Linked DNA regions of Mus musculus: region 1 is linked to region 2. The links are chromatin contacts, called in public HiChIP or PLAC-seq maps. All regions are on one chromosome and are shown on one strand. Each heading gives the region's core, a stretch centred on a gene start, on an enhancer-like site or on the middle of the called end of the contact. The rest is flanking DNA. Distances are from core to core; before and after follow the strand shown. Region 1 overlaps Gm32385 (a long non-coding RNA gene). Region 2 holds the start of Rara (retinoic acid receptor, alpha).

Evidence for each region. HiChIP or PLAC-seq counts read pairs in DNA pulled down with a chosen protein or histone mark.
Region 1: a contact with region 2 is called in an H3K27ac HiChIP or PLAC-seq map of large pre-B cells, with 2.0 times the contacts expected there. The contact joins the enhancer-like site here to the promoter of Rara in region 2. A contact is called at or near these places in 3 of 39 promoter capture datasets (frontonasal cranial neural crest, hippocampal neurons and maxillary cranial neural crest), 1 of 484 Hi-C or Micro-C datasets (CD8 T cells), 2 of 115 datasets of contacts at active chromatin or transcription factors (forebrain and large pre-B cells) and 2 of 9 other capture datasets (adipose tissue and pancreatic islet).

The regions. Positions count from the first base shown.
Region 1 is chr11:99,250,193-99,255,879 of GRCm38.p6, forward strand. The region is part of intron 2 of Gm32385 (a long non-coding RNA gene); the gene reads left to right. Among named protein-coding and RNA genes, the nearest start is that of Krt222, 8.9 kb to the left of the region's middle. Within about 2 kb of position 2,964, at least 16 of the 459 cell types and tissues checked have an H3K27ac peak or open chromatin away from gene starts, as enhancers often do.
Region 2 is chr11:98,935,247-98,940,738 of GRCm38.p6, forward strand. It overlaps Rara (retinoic acid receptor, alpha), which reads left to right and starts at 2,450. Exons shown (of 9, transcript NM_009024.2): 1 at 2,450-2,633. Gm46294 reads right to left here. Exons shown (of 3, transcript XR_003949771.1): 2 at 2,678-2,956; 3 at 2,017-2,295.

The DNA of each region.
Region 1 (5,687 bases), core at 1,714-4,213, 320 kb after region 2:
ACCTATTTGGCTCTTGTTTCTTTCCCGGGGCACAGTTTTCCTACATGATCATGTCCCCAAACACCCCTACAGTTTGGTTGGTTTGCAGGCTCTCCGGTGCAGGAACAGGATCTGCAGCCTCAGTCTTAAAGCCCAACCTCTTCCCATTCCCTTTATCTTGTCTTCTTTTCCCTCTGTGTGGGAAGTGTTCTCTCGAGGGCGGGAGGGAAATGCCTGCTTAGTGCTGGGTGCTCAGCTGCACAGTCTGGCTGATGCAAGCCCCATGCTGTCAGCACTCTCCAGCTCCGAGCCAGGTACAGAGAGAGCAGAGAACAAACATGTGAAGGGAATCACTGTTTCCACTGAACATGAGTTCCTGGACCTGAGTTCCCTTCGCTGAGATGAAGGCCTGGGAGACAGCTTGGCTTTTGTTCAAATTTCCTCACAGAGACTGATCACAGAGTAACAATATTATACAGGAAGAGAAAAACTAATCAGAACCACACTTTAAAATCCCCTTTCCATGTGTGAGAAAATGCTTTGCCTTAAAGATCTGCAGTATTAAGATTGTAACGATGATAAGGGTGTTCTGAGCATCTGTCTACTCTGTGATCACATGACTTCAAGTGTGTCAAGCAGATGTAGTTAGTTTCATTGTTTATCTTGTGCCCAGTAATTGCTTGGGCCAGGATTTCCCACTTGTAATTGATCTGTGTGTTCCACTCATACCTATGTCCTCTTACTCAAGTGGAAACGCCCTTTGTAGAGGAACTAGTTTGCATCTTCTGTATTCCCCGTCTACTTGAGGGAGGTGAAGGCACTGAATTACCAGGAGACAGACCAGTAGTTCAACAATGCCCCATTCCTTGTGTTTTTAGTATTTATAAAAAGCCCCCAAATCAAGCAGCTGTCTTTCATGTTGGGGATTTTTAAAAACTAAACAATGTGGTAGGAATTTGGCATTGGGTTTTATTTATTAATTTATCTATCTATTTATTTATTTTTAAAGATTTATTTATTATTACATCTAAGTATATTGTAGCTGTCTTCAGATGCACCAGAAGAGGATGTCAGATTTCATTACAGGTGGTTGTGAGCCACCATGTGGTTGCTGGGAATTGAACTCAGGACCTTCGGAAGAGCAGTCAGTGCTCTTAACCACTGAGCCATCTTTCCAGCCCCGGCATTGGGTTTTAGAGTAAATGACATCTCTTTCAGCCTGTGCTTATGGAAGCCTGTGACAATCATGAAAGGAATAGTAATAGATCAATTTATTTTTATATGATACATTGTTATATGCAAGGATGATAAATCTTTTTTTGAAACAAATGAATTTTTTTCATTTTTGAAATTTATTTATTTATTTAATGTATATGAGTCCACAGTAGCTGTCTTCAGACACACCAGAAGAGGGCATCAGATCCCATTACAGATGGTTGGGAGCTACCATGTGGTTGCTGGGATTTGAACTCAGGACCTCTGGAAGAGCAGCCAATGCTCTTAACTGCTGAACCAAAGGATGATAAATCTTAATCTATTTAATACTTTTATCTGTCACACACATCTATCTCCATCACCCTATCTACCTATCTATCTATCTATCTATCTATCTATCATCTATCTATCATCTATCTATCTATCTATCTATCTACCTATCTATCTATCTATCTATCTATCTACCTACCTATCTACTTCATCATCATCTACCTCTGTATCTATCACCTGTCATCTATATCTTTTATCTATCTCTATATTTAACATCTATGTATCTGTCTCTAAATCTACTGTCATCTATCTCTATATCTATCTAATCTATCATTCATCTCTATATCTACTTATCTATCTTTATATCTATTATCTATGTATCTGTCTCTACATTTATCATCTATCATCATATTATCTCTCTCTCTCTCTCTCGATATATATATATATATATATATATATCATCATCATCATCACCATCATCATTATTATCTGTCTGTACATATATAGTTAAAGACTTATTTATCTATTGGGTGTGAATACATGTACCATGGTGCACGTGTGGAGGTCAGATAATAACTTGCTGGAGTTGGTTGTCTCTTTCCACCCAGTGGGTCCTGGGAATCAAACTCAAGTCATAAGACTTGGCAGCAGGTAGCACCTTTCCCTGCTGAGGCATCCTGCTGGCTTTGTGCTGTTTTTATTCTATAAAGCGGCACAGATAGACGGACAGTTATACAAGTTCATACTCGTTGGCTTTTTCCTCCAGGCAGTTTTGTGCTTTAGCCTTTCTTTAGATAGACAGTTCCACCCACTATCTTTTAATTTGGGGCAATAATCTCTCAGGGCTTGGGTATTACTCGGTTCACAAAGTATAATTTCATTAGCGGCTTAAGATACTACTCAATCAAGCCTATATTTTAATAGGATTAAAGATACACAATTGGCCAGCAAATACAGGAATTTTTTTTCTTTTAAACTTTCAAAATAATTGGTATGGGTGAGAGCCTTTACCAGCTAGTCGTCTTTTTTTGGGATGTAGCTGAGTTCTGCTCACACGACAGAGCGTGTCTCCACATGGTGTGGTTGAGCTTGTTCTGTGTGTTAGTTATGAAGACGACACTTTGATGAAGAGTTTTGCAATGAACATGCTTGCTTGTCAGCATTTTCCAGCAGGCTTTTGTGTGTATGAGAAATGCTTCCATGCATGCCCATCTGTCCCGTACACCTCCCGTGGAGTGATAAAGCAGGGACCTTGTTACCCACTGGGCTCATCTCTTGTCCCTGTAGCTCGATAATAAAAAAGCAGGACAAAGTCTCTTCTGGCATCTTCCATGGTGCTTCTGCTTCCTGTCATGTTTCTCGCTATTGAGCACAGGCAAATACTTTATTACAGGAGGAGGTTATGTTAGGACCTTAATCACACATTGTTACAGTGTAGCACAATTGCATTCTATTGTTAGCTTTACAGGCTATAAAGATTCAGAGTCTGGTTCCTCTTCTCCACCCTGTTTTTCTCAGTGGCCACAGCGAGAAACGTGGTTTGTGTTTGCTCTTGTTAAAGGGTGGTTAGCTGGACAAGGATTTACGTTTCCTAACTTTCCCCCTTCCTCTTTGTGACAATTAGTCAATCATATCAGATGGTGGAGTCCAGCCTTTACTAGTGGGGTTGAAACACAGTTATCACTTGCTGAGTGGAGGATGGCATGCATGGTCAAGCATCTCTGGTCTTTATGTTATGTAAAAATTGTTTTCCATCACCTGTGGCTGGTTAATAACAAAGAGAGCTGCCGTGAGCATACACATGGACCAGATGTCATAGCCAAGGCTAGACACAGATGCAGTTAAAGGACTGTTTGGCTAGGTGGTAGCAGCCTAGTTTGGCTAGAACAGATCAGAATCTGCTTACAGTTTATTAATAAAAACACTAGGTTTCTGTTCCTTTATTTGGGAGCTAGAATGGGTTACAGCAGGTGTAAAAACACCCTGAAGTTATTTGGGAGCAAGGGGCATAGAAGCTCCCCAAGAATTACAATTACAACATTCTGCCCACAGTACAAAGCTTGCCTTAGTCCCATTGTTTAAACTTTGTGACCTGTGGGGACCTTATGTGATTTTGTTTCTCTCTAAAGCACCCCAGGATTCACCCTATGTGCCATTTATCAAAGACAGGGTTCTTAGCAATGGTCTGAGATAGAACTAGAGAGAACCCTGAGTCCTGGGAGTGGCTACTGGTAAGAAACTTTCAGTGTTATTCTTGCTTAGAAAGTCTGTGCCTGTGCTTGGATATGTGCAGTTCTCTCCCGAGTGCCTCTCTTTCTAATAGCCACCTACTTAAATCTATGTTAAAAATATCTTTTTTTTGGAGCTGGAGAGATGGCTCATCAGTTAAGAGCACTGACTAATCTTCCAGAAGTCCTGAATTCAGTTCCTAACAACCACATGGTGGCTCACAACCATCTGTAACGGGATGTGGTGCCCTCTTCTGGTGTGCAGGCATACATGCAGGCAAAACAGTGTATACATAATACATCAACATTAAATAAATATCTTTTTTGTGTGTGCTGTGTATTTGTATCTGTCTGTGTGTGTGTGTGTGTGTGTGTGTGTGTGTGTGTGTGTGTGTGTATTAGAATGTGTGCCTGTGCATGTGGAGGTCAAATGTTAATGCTGGGTGTATTCCCCAAACACACCCTCTCTCTTAGTTTTTGAGACAGGATCACCCACACAATGTGACGCTCATGAATCTGAGCTCATGGATTGGCCCAGGCTGGCTAGCCAGTGAGCCTCAGGGATCTTCCTGTCTCTCCTTCCCCAGGGTTGGGTTAAAAGCTACAGGAGTATGTGACCACTTTCAGCTTTTCTGAGGGGGCTGTGGATCCACTCTCAGGCTCTCATGCTTTACCAACTGATGCTGACACTGTAGAAACTACTCTGATTTAAAGGAGGAGGTGGGAAGTGTCCCAAGAAACAGTCTTCAGGGGCAACAACTTATTGTTTTGTTCTGGAAATCAAAGCTAGGACTTTATGCATGTTGAGTGTATGCATCTGTCATGAAAATACATCTTCACTCTATAGTTTTTCTATCTCTTTGTATGGTTATCATCTATGACTCTGTAGCTTATCTATTGTCTCTCAATTGATCTATCATCTATTATTTACATTTCGTTGTAAAAATAAGAAAAGACTAAAAAGGGTAAAAAAGAATTAAAATAAGAGTAGTTTTTCTTTCTGTTAAAAACAAGGGAAAAGTAGTTTCCCTAACTGCCAGAACAACTGCACATGCACACACATACACACACACACACGAACACACATGTGCACACACATACAGACACACAGCACACACATGCACAAGCACACACACATGCAGACATGCACACGCACGTGCACACACACACACAAACGCACGCACGCACACACATCATCAACAACAGTAACAAGGGAAGAAGTGGGCATGGGTACATGGCTGTAATCCCAGGAGTACTTGAGAGGCTGAGGCAGGAGGCTCTAGTTTGAAGGTTATCAAAGACTACATAGCAAGACCTTCTCTCACAACAAACAAAATCAGGGATCCAGCCAGCATCCCCTCTATTCCCTTTAAGTTGAACTCTTACGCATGCTTTTGTAAATTCTTTCTTTAGCTTTTTGAAACCTTTAGTCTTTCGGAAAGTCAAACACAGGCCGAGGAGATGACTCAGCTGCGCAAGCATGAGGATAGGGGTGTGGATCCCCAGTCCACCTGTCTGCAGCCAAATGGGACACTCTAGGTTAAGGAAGAGACCCTGTCTGGAAGAAAAAAAATATGTCAGAGAGTGATAGAGGAAGACGCCGGCAGGAAGCTCTGCGGTCTAACCTCTGCCTACGTGTCTCTATACAAACCACAACTCACACCAGAGCAAGTGAACAGACAGACAAAGAGGCCGAGGAAGACTTTTTGGCAGCTTGATTTTTATAATAGGAAATACCCCCCTTTTTTGTTTTTGTTTGATTTTTTGAGATAGGGTGTGTGTGTGTGTGTGTGTGTGTGTGTGTGTGTGTGTTTAGCCCTGGCTGTCCTGGAACTCACACTATAGACCAGGCTGGCCTCAAACTCACAGAGATCTGCCTGCCTCTGCCTTCTGAGTGCTGAGATTAGAAGTGTGCACAACCACTCATAGCTAGGGAATGCCTTTTTTAAGGACCTAGAAACTATCTCTTTGGGATGTAAATATCCAAAAGATACT
Region 2 (5,492 bases), core at 1,200-3,699:
AGGGACCTCTTCTGATCCTGCAGTCATGCTTGGGTAGGGCTGGACTTTGGACCTGTGGTGCCCTGGGCATGAAGGAAGTGTCCCACAGTGTGTAGGCTGTGTGTCCAATCTTGAATGTGTCTGACTCCTCTGGGCAGTGGTTTGTGTGAGTATGGGTTTTCTCTTTTGTGCCCATATGGACCTCCAGCTGCATCATTTCATATGCACACTCCACTCCACTCCATGGCCTTATGTGTAGGCACCCTTTGTGTGTGTGTGTCGGGTGTGCATATATGCCTTGGAGGTGTACACAGTCACATTATGAGCATGTGTGGGGCTGGCCATTTGTCCCAGGGTGTGTGTTCAAGAAGAGTATACCCATATGCAACAAGGTAAGGCACACACCTTTAATCCTACCCTGCACCCAGAAGGCAGGGCAGGCACAGATCCCCTGAGTTCAAGGCCAGCCAGGTCTACTGAGCAAGTTCCAGTACAGTCAGGGCTACACAGAGGTTTCTGAACCCCTGTCCAAGAAGAAGAAAGAAGAAGAAAAAGAAGAAAGGAGAAGAAAGAAAGAAGGGGAAAGAAGAAGAACAAAGAAAGAAAGAAAGAAAGAAAGAAAGAAAGAAAGAAAGAAAGAAAGGAAGGAAGGAAGGAAGGAAGGAAGGAAGGAAGGAAGGAAGGAAGGAAAGAAAGAAAGAAAGAAGAAGAAAAAGTACCTGAAAAAAGTGTACCTGAATCCATATGCCCGCAGGTGTGTCTGAAGGCTGCCCATGTGGGAGGGAGGCAGTGTAACTCTGTGCATGCACCTATCTGGTAGGATCTAGGCTAGAGGAGCCTATGGAAACTAGAGGTGAACTGGCCCTAGGCTACCCTCTCAGCCAGGTAGGTTCCTCACTTGTATGGAGGCTCCTGATGATGGTGGGGCTCTGGCTGGAAGGCTTGACGGGGGCACGGGAGTGGGTGCGTGGAAGGGAATGGGTTAAGCGGCGGCCTCCACATCTGGGAGCCATTGACGCATTCTTGCCTGCTGAGCGCATGTTTGTGGATGGATCTGGACGGGACAGATCGGGGCGGGGCGGCAAGAGAGGGGCTGGGCGGGTGGTTCGCCCCGGCGGAAATCCAGACGGGAGCGGGAGACTGCGCTAGCCCAGCGGGGCGGCAAGGGTCTGGGGAAGCGCTGCACCGCTTTGCGGAGTTTTCCCTTGCGTCCGACCTCTGGACAGAGTGTCCCACGGACCTGAGCTGTGCTACCTACCTTCCAAGGCCGCCAGAGCAAAGCCACAGAGAGACAAGCAGATATTCTAGTTCTAGGCCCGGTTCAGACACCCATGCAACCGTGGACAAAATCCCATATGGGCCTCGGACCTCCTGTTCTTAGTCTGAAAATCCGGACATCGGATTAGACTGAGCGTCCCCAGGGTGGAGGCCTGGGTGTGTGGCACTTCCCTTGCCAGTGGGATGTCCTGTGGGGGGCAGTTGCCACTTCTCTGCCCGGGAACTCGGGTGAGGTAGGCACTGCATAGTGGACTCACCCTCCTCCAGTGCAGTGTTAGAGGTGGAAACCTTAACCTCCGGCTGGCCCGGAGGGGGCTTGTGACAGTTGGGAATTGAGGTCTGGAGATGGAGTGTGGTTCAGATCCTGTCCTCCTGGAACATGTATGAACTGCCCTCGGCCCTCAAGTGGGTCTTCTAGAATGGAGAGCGACTCCAGGCCGTCCAAAGAGCTGGCTTGGGGTGACCATATTTCTAGCTACTCGAAGGGATTCAGTTGAGCTAGAAATTTCCTCTAACCTACTCAAGCCGGAGAGGTGTTTGGGAAAGAAGGATGTTCTATGGAGAAGACGGTCTTCCCTTTGTACTTCGGCTTTACAGATGAGAAATACTAAGGTCCAGAGGAGCCAAGTGTTTTGCTCAAGGTCAGATAGCTTTCAGTTTCAGCTGGCCCCGGAGGATTGTGATTAGGAGAGACAGAGACTTGACAGCTGGGGCAGGAGTCAGTGCGTTCTCCATATTACACCACCTCCTTTCTTCCCAGGTTTGGTAGGTGTGTGTGATGTGTGTGTGTCTCTGTGAGTGTGGGCGTGTAGCGGGGTGGGGGGTGGGGAAAGGGAGTGTGTGTAGGATCCCGCACCCTGAGGTTCGTTCACCGCCGAGTCGTAATTTATTCTTTTCTCTGAACTTCACACCGCCCCCCCCCCCACACACACACACCCCGAATCTCTTTCTGGCGTGTTGAGGGAGGGATTCTCCCAGATTCCCACGGTCCGGCCACTAGCTGGAAGCGTCTCCTTTAAGACTCGCCCTTCCCTGGGTCTATTAAGGAGAGAGGGGCGGGTGTGAGCATGAGGACCCGCCCCCGGTTAGTGATTGGCCCGTGGCATGCAGGGGCGGGCCTGCGGCAGGGGGGCCTCCCTCCCACCCCAGCTCCATACCCTCCGCCCCCCCCAGTCTAGGGCTCCGGGTAAAGTTTCAGCCTCTGCACGTGACTCGCCATGGCCGCTGCCGTCGCCCCGCGCCCCTGAGCTGCGGCCCCCCGGACGGCTCCTCTCGGAGGACCCCACACCCCTGACGCCGGGCAGCGCCGCGGCGCCTGCTTGGGGCAGACCCTGTGCCCGCAGACACGCAGACGGGTTGCATCCCCTCGCTTCGAGGTAACCTCTCCCCTGGAACCCTGGGGAACCCTCGATTCTCTCACACTTCGGGGCCCGGTGGCCCACTCTGGATGGGAACTGCGGGCGGGGACTGGGTGCCCGGCAGTTTCGACGGGGACCTGGGGTTTCCTGGACTTCCCAGCCTGCCGCTGGCGTGTCCGGGGTTGGGGAGCCCCGTCTGCGCCGCGTCTTCGCGCGCACAGCCTTGAGGCTTCTGCGGCCGCCTGCCGCGCGTGTCCTCGGCGCTCCAGTCGTGGCGGATCTACTGCTGGGAACTCTCTTTTCTCTTCAAACCCAAACCAAACAAAAAGACTTCTTGAAACCTGTTTGGGGAGAGATCAGATGCCCAACGGACTAGCCCCCTCCTACTCTTTCTCCTGTTACCTGAGCCGCCCTGTGGTTTGGGGAGAATCAGCCAGGGGCCCACCCCCACCAGAGGGAACTGGCTGGGGGGGCGGGGCCCGCTCAGCTGGTGTCTCGGTTGGAGTGTGGGGGAGCCGTCAGAATTGGGTGCGGGAGCCAGAGCAGTTGGGTGAGACGCGCCTGAGTTTTGTGTTACTTGGGGCTTGTGGAAGCCTTTTGGGGTGAGGGAAGGACAGAATAGACTGGCCGACCTTGCTTCGCTGAGGATGTCTGGGATTTAGTGCCACCCACGAGGCTTGGAAGCTGCTAGCCAGATGTGTGTATGTTGAGGGGTGGTTGGCAGATCAGTTTAACTGTGTCTCCTTTTCTCTCTGGGCACTGCCCTGCTGTCTTACTGTTCGTGGGAAAGGGGGACAGATTCCCCAGTGTGCAAGGCTGGGGGTGGGGGCTAGCTCATATGGAAATAATTTAAAAAGCAACAACAACAACAACAAACTGAGTCTTGGGAAGTTTCTTGCCCTGCCCCTCCACTATTCATCCCGTCTTGGATAGGATGCCCAGCATGCTGGCATGGAAGGGATGGTACCCCTTGCTCCTTACCTGATGCCAGCTCCCGATGTTGCAGCCAGATGGCTACCTTCTACCTGTGGACCGTGTGCACATGTATGTGTGGATGTTTTCCAACAGAATTGCTACCCTTTGCTCTCAGTTCTGCCCTTGATCACCCCATCAGCCCGGGGATGGGACTCAGATTTGTCATCTTTTATCTTCACAAGGCAAAACTTGGGGCACGCGAGTGGGGGAGTGGCGGGGGAGGATATTATCCAGTAAGGACTCTGATGTCCTGTGAGGAAATTAGGGTTCAGACCCCCAAACTCCTCTTACTCCTCCAGGGCTTTGTATGGAGATGAAGCACGGAAGGCCCAGATTCGAGTGGGGGTGGCCTGGAGCCTTGGGGCTTCCCCTGGAGGGGTGGAGATGAGTAGGGGGAGGGAGCAAGAAGAGGTTCTGGAGTTATCTATGTAGCTCTTTCTCCTGAGGAATAGGGGGGGATGTGGAGTCACAGAGTTTGTGTCTCTGAAAGATGATGCACTGGGAGGGGTTGGCATATACATCACTGCTGCCTGGGAGGCTGGGCTGGGAAGCAGAGCGGTCAGTGGGGTCAGACTCAAGTAGGCCCTTGGGAGCCTACGATGGTGGGTGTGCAGGCACTTGGAGGGTGTGAACCTGTGGTGTATGCAGAAGACCCACACTGCAGGAGCTGGTCGCAGTTCAGTGAAGCCCCCCGGGCTGGGCCTTGCCTGCCACAGCTCTGACTCTCTCTCTCTCTCTCTCTCTCTCTCATCTGACCCTGAATGCACCTGCTGCCACTCTGGGATCCCTCTCTGGTTCACCTCCTCCTCTTAACCATGTGGCAGCCTGGCAGGAAGCTAGCTGTAGCTCATCCTGATCACCCCTGTGCCTCCTCCGGTGGGCACAGTCACCCACACACGCCATGACGTTGTTCCTGTCAGCCTGTCTAGTGAGGGGGTGAGGACACTTGAGTAGCCTTCAGGTCTGCTTGGGTGGGGGTGGGGGGGACACTGACACGGACGCTTCCGTTAACCGTTTGCTCTCTGAAGCTGGCTCTGCCTTCTGCGTTTTTTTCTTACCAGGTGACTCTGTTCAGGAACTGGGGTTTTAGATGGATAGTCTTCAGAGTTAGGCGTCATGCGGGCAGGGCTCGGAATAGCCTTAATGCCCCCGGGGATGCCTGAGCAGAGAGGGACCCCTTCTCAATTGGAGGGGGCCCTGGTGCGCTGAGTCCTCCCTACGGTCTGCTGGGGAGCACTGCCTAGGATGTAGGGTGATGGTGGCTGGGGAAGGCAATCCCATCCCTTTGACAAGTAAGTACAATGATTTGCTCCCAGCACCCCACCCCTGGCTGGTGGTGGTGGTTTTGAGAGTGTGGGAAGCTGTGGCAAGAGCCTCTGGCAAGATGACCGAGGTTGTCTTGACTTACCAAGTCTTGAGAAAGAAGCATAGCCACTGATACCCCCAGCTTGCAGAGGCTTTGGCTACACATCCTAGCTGACGCCTGCTGTCTTTTCCTCCTGTGTTTCCCTCCACCCGCCCTCCTGCTGCTGTCTGGAGCCCACACGCTTTCTGTGGGCTGTGGGGGCAGGGCAGGGCAGGGTCTGGATCTCCTTGTGTGTCTAAGGAGGTGTTCTGGGAATTGGCAAGATGAGTTGAGGGTGTCTGGGTGTCCCTGCAGGGTGGGAGGCGTGAGGGGGACCTGGCCCAGAGTGTGAGAATATGTCAGTGTGGGTGTGTGTGTGTCCCTAGTCTGGTTAGGGTGTGGGTGTCTCTTGCTTCGTCTGGCTCTTGTCTGGCTCTTGCCTCCCTCTCTGGTCCCCACACCCCTCCTTGGATCTCCCCCCCCTCCCCAAAGCTGGGACCGCCTGCCTTCTCTTCTCTTTGCAACTGGAACCTCCCTTGCCTGTTCCAGGAATTTAG